3 separate regions of the Hordeum vulgare genome follow, and regions 1 and 2 are each linked to region 3. Evidence: chromatin contacts called from public Hi-C data. All regions are on one chromosome and are shown on one strand. Each heading gives the region's core, a stretch centred on a gene start, on an enhancer-like site or on the middle of the called end of the contact. The rest is flanking DNA. Distances are from core to core; before and after follow the strand shown.

Evidence for each region. A called contact is a pair of places that touch in the nucleus more often than the background predicts.
Region 1: a Hi-C map of leaf shows a contact between it and region 3, with 2.0 times the contacts expected there. The contact joins the promoter of LOC123430097 here to the enhancer-like site in region 3. A contact is called at or near these places in 2 of 6 Hi-C or Micro-C datasets (leaf and seedling).
Region 2: a contact with region 3 is called in a Hi-C map of seedling, with 2.6 times the contacts expected there. The contact joins the promoter of LOC123426309 here to the enhancer-like site in region 3. A contact is called at or near these places in 3 of 6 Hi-C or Micro-C datasets (leaf and seedling).

The regions. Positions count from the first base shown.
Region 1 is chr2H:369,363,890-369,366,595 of MorexV3_pseudomolecules_assembly, forward strand. It overlaps LOC123430097, which reads right to left and starts at 1,257. Exons shown (of 1, transcript XM_045114010.1): 1 at 1-1,257. The coding sequence starts at 973. The coding sequence ends at 149.
Region 2 is chr2H:368,651,798-368,654,497 of MorexV3_pseudomolecules_assembly, forward strand. LOC123426309 (plastid division protein PDV2) reads left to right here and starts at 1,400. Exons shown (of 2, transcript XM_045110120.1): 1 at 1,400-1,777. The coding sequence starts at 1,559.
Region 3 is chr2H:369,107,475-369,110,174 of MorexV3_pseudomolecules_assembly, forward strand. No RefSeq gene overlaps it. Among protein-coding and RNA genes, the nearest start is that of LOC123430097, 260 kb to the right of the region's middle. Within about 2 kb of position 1,372, at least 3 of the 3 cell types and tissues checked have open chromatin away from gene starts, as enhancers often do. A contact at or near this core is called in leaf and seedling, where this site is marked.

The DNA.
Region 1 (2,706 bases), core at 7-2,506, 260 kb after region 3:
CCTCCGTCCGATACGGATCTGACGGCTTTCCGCTTTGTCGTCCGCTGATGTTCTGTTCCCGCTGGTTCCAGAACTGCCGGAGCTTCTCCAGAATCGAGCTCGCCCGCAATTTTTGTTGTAGCCACGACCGAACGGCCAATCCCTTGGTTCACTCGTTCATCTCGCATTCAGGAATGGCGGTCAGGTCCGGGGCGAACCTCGGCTGCATCCTCCCGGCGCTCTTTACGCGCGCCACCGGCCGCCTCTTGGCTATCAGCGCCGGCACGGTCTTGTAGTTGTGGGCAAGAGTCTCGTCCACCTCCGGCGGCGGGGCGAACACGAGCGGCGAAACAGAGCCGGCGCGTTTCCTCCGTCCGCCGCTGCCGGAGGCGTTGGTGTTGGCCTTGTTGACGAGCGCCGCGGACGCCCTGACGGCGAGAGCGGCCACGTCCTCGCGCCGGAGGCCGTTCCTCTTGACCTCGGCGGGGAGCACGAAGTAGATCTGGCCCGGGCGGAGTTCCTCGCCCCCGGGCACGGCGGCCACTGGGCCCTCGAACCCCATCGCGTCGGCGTCGCACAGGAACCACCCGGCGGAGCCGTCTCCTGCCTCCACGGAGTCCTCGAGGGCGCGCGCCGCCGTCGCCGGGCGCGGGTACTCGCGCAGCTCCCCCGTTGGCAGCAGCACCATCGCCGTCGAGGCGGCCAGCCCCTCGGAGCGTACCGCGGCCGCCGCCCCGCCGCTAGACATGCAGAGCCCCATTTTCGCCACGTGTTGGTGTAGGTTTGAGGGTCGAGCTGGTGTTGTTGTGAACTGTATGTAGTATGATACTATGATATTGTTGTCGTTGCTGCAGGAGTATGTGAGAGGAGGAATGCTCAGCCTTGGACTCAGATTGTGATGGAGTTGGAGGAGTGGGAGGCCTGATTTTATATAGGGTAGGGAGAGGCGAGGAGGAGGGAGAAGGGGTTCAGCAGCTTGGGGAAGGAGGAGCATGACAGGCTGCCGTTTGGCTGGGGCCAGCGTGCGTGCTATTGCTAGTCTGCTACTGCTTGGACTCGGGATATTCTTGTTTTTTCTCGGCTATTTTTTGAGTCAATTTGTTTTTACTGCTGCTATCTGGTGTGGTCTGGTGTGGTGTGGGAGGAGTGACGTGTACGTATGTGCGTGGTGAATACTCCTGCATATGTGGTGAAACCGTCGTAGTTATGATAGCTCTATGCTCAAAGTGCAGTAAGAGTATTACGGACGCGCTTTATTGGAATGGAAACTTTTGAAATCTGGATGTATATACATTCTATATGCAAAATAAATTTAGCAATTTGATAAAATGTTTAAACATTTTGAAAATAATTTGACCTTCCATTATATTTACAGATAATTCACAAAAACGAAATTAGACTTTGACTTCTTTTCAGAAAAGATAAATCTTCGATCAAAATAGTGTGAATAGTGACCTGTAATAGCAAAATAATTTTTGGTTTTTGTCTAGAAGTCAATGTTGAATTTTTTTCTTGAAAATTTAGTTATTAGTGCAAAACAAAGTCAAGTTTAATCTAAAAATGCTTTGGAACTATTTTGACATTTTCATTTATTATTATAAAAAATCCTCATGTGGGTGCATATACAACCAAAAATCAAAGTGTATTTTCCGTTTCATGTGCTGCTAGACAAGCGTGCTACTTCCAAGTTTCCTTCTCAAGTGGGCAAACTTACCATGCAAGTTTCCTTCCTCATCAAGAAATCTTACACACCAAGTCTCACCAACTGAAGTACTATATAAACTTATTTGGTTTTGCTTGGTACTATAAGAGTTGATGATTCATGGCCTTTAATTGTTGATGTTTTTATTTAGCCATAAAGACTACATAGAATCCTCTAATTAATGATGCTAATCCCCAACAAAAGCCCGCTTACACTCATGACATTTGTGAACGCACGGGATGCATTTTTAGTGTTAGGGGTGGTGTTAGTTTTTAGAAGAAAAAGACATGGCGCTTGTTTATTTTTAATGCAATTTTTGTCAATAATTGCCATTCTTTGGATATAGATCGTGTGGCTTTGGGGGCGTCGTTGGGCTGAGGCTCTTGGGGAGTTTCCTGGGATCTCAATCGCAGCGAATGTGTGCAAAAAAATTACCTCTGAATAATTCATCATGCCATAAAAAGGGTAAATAGCAATGCACATTATTATCTCGTTCCTAATGAGAACATTGAACATTTTATCCATGAATTCAAGAGGATCACATACATATTTGGGGATGGAACCATACAAACTTATAAGGAGCTTTGACGTCCATATTATTTCACCTCAGAAATGCAAGGATATGACATATTAAAAAAGCCCTGACATTAGCAAAACAAATAAAATATGTTTGGACCAATGGATCAAACAAATTATATGTGTCCTCAAAGATATTTTGGTAGGTGGAACAAACTATTGTCAATAGATTCTCGAGCTTTGTTTTTAAATCAATTCAATCTGATTGGAAACCAAATGCAATAATTCAAAATGGTATGTGGAATTTCCAATTATTATTATTATCATTAATTTACAAGCCTTGCATACTTATGGTGTGTATATTACTCCCTCCGTTCCTAAATATAAGTCTTTAAAAATGTTTCATTAATGAACTACATACGGATGTATATAGACATACTTTAGAGTGTAGATTCCATTATTTTGCTTCGTATGTAGACTTCTAATGAAATATCTTAAAAGACTTATAT
Region 2 (2,700 bases), core at 150-2,649, 460 kb before region 3:
GAACTTCCACCTCACCGAACGCTTCGGAGTCGAGCGAGCGTATGGACCGACCCATTATGTGGGGCGCGAGTGTCGTTTTTGTTTCTGTTTTTATTTGTTTTATTTCCTTTTATACTTTTGTTTACTCTTCCAAATATTCTAAAGATATATATTACCAAAATATACTATAAATAATGTTTTGAAAATGTCAATCCTGCATTTGAAAATATTAAATATATATAGGAAAAATGTTGATCATTTACTAAAATAATTATAAGTTTTTTATATAATATATATATATAATATGTGTGTGTATAAAATCAAGTATTGAAAAAATATTAAACAAGTATATAAAAATGGTAATTAATCATTTAAAAAATGTTAAATGTGTATAAAAATATTGACCATATATTACAAATGATAAACAATTATTTTTTCAGAAATACTGATAAATAATTTGAATAATGGTAAATTTGTATAGAAAATGTTGACCATGTATTTAAAAAATAATGATTTTTTTATCATGTATAAAAAATGTTAATGAAGCATTTAAAATGTTAAACAATTTTTTTTTAAATGTTAGATGTGTATAGACAAAAATGTTGATCATGTGTTAAGAACATGTAAATATTTTACCTGAAAAGTATTAATCAAGAATTTAAAAATGTTTAGAAGTCTATATAGAAAAAAATATTGACTATGTATAAAAAATGTGTTAATCTTGTATTTCAAAAATGTTAATAAATATTTTAAAAAATGTTTTAGAAGAAATCTTGATATGTATAAAAAATGCTAAATTGGTGTTGAAAAAATGCTAAACATGTATTACAAAAATGTTTTTGACATATACTGAAGATGAAAAAAAAAAGTTGGAGAAGAAAAAATAAATCAAACAGAAATGAAGAAAACCCTGTCAAAAAGCGAAAAGAAAAAAGACATAAAAACCGATGGAAAAACGGTTTCATTTGCCTCAACTAAACAACACGCCTAGTACTTATCCATCGAAGACATTGGCACAGTGGGGATCGACCCCTGCTTGTCGCATTTTCAATCTGTTTTGCATTTAAGTCCGTGTTTGAATTCTCGTTTTTCTCCTGAATACATTTGTAAAATATATACAGATCTTCGGTGGTTGTTTTGGTTTCTGGCTGTAAATAGTTCTTGACCTGTAAATTACACCCAGAGAGTAAATACACCTGTATTAAATTACAACCAAACCAAACGCGGCTTAACTGTGCGCAACAAATAGGCCGGCTTAACTACTGTACACCCTTCAGCAATAGTTCCTACGGTGTTGCTTAATGCGAGAAATAGTCGGCGCATAGCCCATGTCAACTTCTGTACCAGAAGAACTAACCCACCCACTTGAGCACAGCAAGGCCCAAAGTCCAGTACTCCAGTCAGGTTGTTAGAGAGAACAAAAGACAAAAATCTTCGGATACGCCTCCGTCAGTCCCTCTCGCAGCCACGAACACAAGGCTCGCCGCGAAGTGCAAGATTGCAGCTACCACTGCTCGCCGCCAGCAGCGGGTTGGGGTTTAGCTAGGGTTCTGCATCCCCCGCACCGCTAGCGAAGGCCATGGAAGGGGAGGAGGAGATAGGCCTCGTCCTCGCCCGCGCCTCCGACCTCCGCTCCAGGATCTCCGCCTGCGCTGCCGCCGCACGCCCCCCGCCGCGGTTGGGCGCCGGGGAGGAGGACGACGGCCGAGAGGAGGACGGAGAGGAGGTGGAGGTGGGGAGCCTGGTAGGCATCAACGACGCGCTCGAGTCGCTCGAGCGGCAGCTCGCCTCCCTGCAGGTCCGGTTCGTATTCCTGGTTGGTCATTCGATAAAGATGGGGTTTTTATTGTTCCTCTGGTAGCCTGCTGTTGTGTCTGTAGTTATTGTTTAGTGCCACGAGCTGGAGGTTATATGATCATATGGTGGGTTTGGGGTTCAATTACTGCATTTTTGTCCCATGTCTTACTGTATTTTCGTGAGGAACCAAATCTAGGCTTGCTTAGCATGATGTTACAGACAGAGGAAAAGATTAATAGCTCTGCTTAGTTGTTAGTTGGCTGGTGGCTGCATCCAATTCCAGCCTCAGTTGGTATTGGACTAGGTAGAGTAAGAAAGGGTAGTATAAGATGGATTCTGTGGTTCCGTCAGCAACAGGATTGCTTGTTAACTAATTGTGGGTAAGGTACAGGTTCTATTAAAACACGTTTTGCGACAGAAAATATGTAAAGATTGCGCAGACATACTTTAGAGTGTGGATTCACTCATTTTACTCTGTATGTAGTCCGTAGTGAAATATCTAGAAAGACTTATATTTAGGAACCGAGGGAGTATGTTACACTGCATGGTTTATACACAGAGAAAATTTCACTCTGCTTACTGTAGCTTATGGCAAGTATCAGTGGCCAGCACAAGCTCGCATTCTTTTCCTTTGTTTGTTTTGGAAAAGCTGGTGTTCCATCATATGGATTTGCCTATGCGTTTCTGAATATGAACTGATAAGAACTGTATGGAATTTGCCTATGCACAAGAAGGAAGGTCATTTTGCTAACACAATCATCAACTGAGATGAAAATTTCTGCTTCGTGGTCACTAAACTGTAAAATGTTCCTGAGCTTCTGACCTTATTGTACAAAATGCTTACTTTAAGATAACGACATAAACACATTTAAGCACAATAACCCAAAGGGTATCAAAAGTGTGAAGTAGTTACATTACTACTGC
Region 3 (2,700 bases), core at 122-2,621:
TCATTTTTATGCAAAAACCCAACCTTGTGCTTTGGAAAAATTTAGCAAACCTACCATTTTCCTGTTCTGGTCCAGTTTGATGATTTGAACTACAACCATGTGTTTTCTTGCTCTACTTTCCATGAGATTTTTAGTGCTAGTAGTTTTCCCTACCAAAACTTTAACTCTAGGAGTTGAGCCCCATTGGATGATTTTAAGTGCATGTGATATTAACCTCAACTTTCTGGCCAGGAATGTTCTTCTCAAAACTTTGCATTAGCAAGTTTTTCTTTTTGCCTATCTAGCCTTGCCATTCTGACCAGCACCTAGGGAGACTCTGATCTGGTAACTTTGGTGTCCAGAAGAGCTCACTAGATACCGTTGTCATTTTGTCGAACACTTGTAGTGCATAGCGAGATTTGGCATTAGTTTGAGAGTTCATTGACAATTTCCTTTCTTGGCCCAACCAGCTTATCCACTAACCTTTTCCTAGCCCCTAGCCTAGCCCTGTGTGGTTTCACTAGCATTGGTAGTATTTTGGGTGCACAGGCATTTTGTCGAGCACGTGCCATGCGTGCTCTAGGCATACCAAGAGCGCACGTTTTGCACGCGCGTGTGCAGAGCCACCGCGTCCACGCACCCTTTCCCTTTTGGTTTGTTGCAGAGCCGCGTCAACACTCCTCCCTCACCAGTAGTTGCCCCCTCTGCGCGAGAAGTGCCGTGGCAGCGCCATGGCCGTGGTGGATAGCTGGCGTCCTTCTGCACCAGCAGTAGCCCGCACCGCGCAAGCAACCCCGGCCAGCCAACTCCCCCTGGACCACCTCCCCTGCATCATGTGCTCGCTGCCCGTCGTGTCTGTCGTCCCCTGCCGCTCCTGTGCTACCGTAGTTGCGGTCGCCGACAAGCTTATCCGCAAGCTGCTGCGAGCCCGCCTTGAGCCGGCTATATAAGGGATCCACGAGCCCTCTGAGCATCTCAGCAGCCTCCCGGAGCGTGCTGCCATCGCCCCACCCCTCAATTCGGCCGGAGCCCATCGCCTTGCTTCTCTTTGGCCGCAACGCCGCCATCCGTCTCTCGCTAAATTCCGGAAACCCCGAACCCCGGTCGACCCACCATGATCATTGGTACCCTCCCCAAAACCTAGCTAACCCATTCCCGATGCAAAAATCGGGCCATGGCCGTCGTAGGCCGAAGCCACCACTGCCGGAGCTCTCTGTCGCCACGACGGGAGGAGGCTCACCTGAGGTTCTCGGTTATTCCTTTGCCCTCCGGAGGATGGGGCCCTCCCTCCTGAGCATGTTGGTGTGCGCAGCTCCAGGAACGGAGCCTCCTAGCGTCGGCGAGCGCTGTCGGAGCTCACCCCTGAGGTTGTTCCGTGCACGCAAGAGGAGGAAGGAGGACCTGACAGGCGGGCTCTGCTTGTCGGTGAGCGAGCCAGCCAAGCCTCGAGTGGCGCAGCCCTCATGGTGCGTTTTTGTTTGAGTAAAGCATATTCTTTTGTAGCTGGCTCAATGAATACGTTTTCCGTGCTAGGAAGCGTATTCAGACCGAAGCGTTTTCTTTTATATTAGATTTTCAACACAGATTTAAATAGAAACTTAAAATGGTTCTAACTTTTTACTTATAACTCCAAATGGATTGATTCTTCTTCATACCTCTTTCTAGTTACCTCTAGTTTATTTACATATTTATTTCAAAAATATTCAAATAAATTTTGTGTGATGTTTTGTGTTTTTGTGTTAATTCAAATATTTTCAAAATAGGATTTTGAAGAGAGGAGACCTAGTCCAAGATGTTGGGGTACACCTCACCCTCCTCAACTCCAAAGGCAAGCATCTTGAATCCAAATTTACATAAAGTTGCGTGATGTTTGTGGTGGTGCATATATTGCGTGATTTTAGATTATGTTAATAAAAATCTCGCATGAAATAATACCTTGCATAAGATCATGTGATGGATATTGTTGTTGCTAAATTTGTGGACGGCAAGTGGTGAGTGGTTACTGCCTCATACTTCGTATGATACATTGGTTTGGACAACCTCGGAGTAAGGTGTGTCTGGTGGAAATGAGACCATAGGCTCACACCTCGTGGGACAGGAGTGGTCACTGAAAGCATGTCGGTGTGTGATGGTAGTAACCCTGAGATAATCTTTTCAGCAAGATTGTGTGGTACTAACCCTTGCAGGAAAAATATTAAACCTCCTAAGTCGACCGTAGATCGAGTCTTGTCTGTGTGTCACCTTACCTTACGTGTTGTCGCACATCTTTTCGAAAGGAAATACGGTCTAGTAAGTCGTAAATCTATTACCAGGTACACCCCAAGTACAGAGGTCGAGATGAAGGTATCCATGGCCGTGGACTAAATCCAGTCATCCGGTCACGGGGCATGGGTGTTTTCGGTCTGGGACCGAGAGGGAATGGCCCTTCCCTAATAGCGCGCGGTATAAATTTGATCCCATGCTAGTCGAGGTCGGAGCCTCCCCATCTTATGATTTTTCCCTGCCAGCGTAGTCGGGGTGAAGCCGAACTTCACAAGGGTAAAAAATGAGTGTGTACTGGTTCTGAGTATTTACTTCTAAAATACCATATGCAGGATTAGTCTGAGTGACTATTGAAACACGTGGGTTGTGGGTAAAGAGTACACCCTCTGCAGACTCAAAACTGTTCGAGTAGTCGGGTCCATGGTTAAGGACGAGTGGTTGACTAGTCAAGTGTTGGTC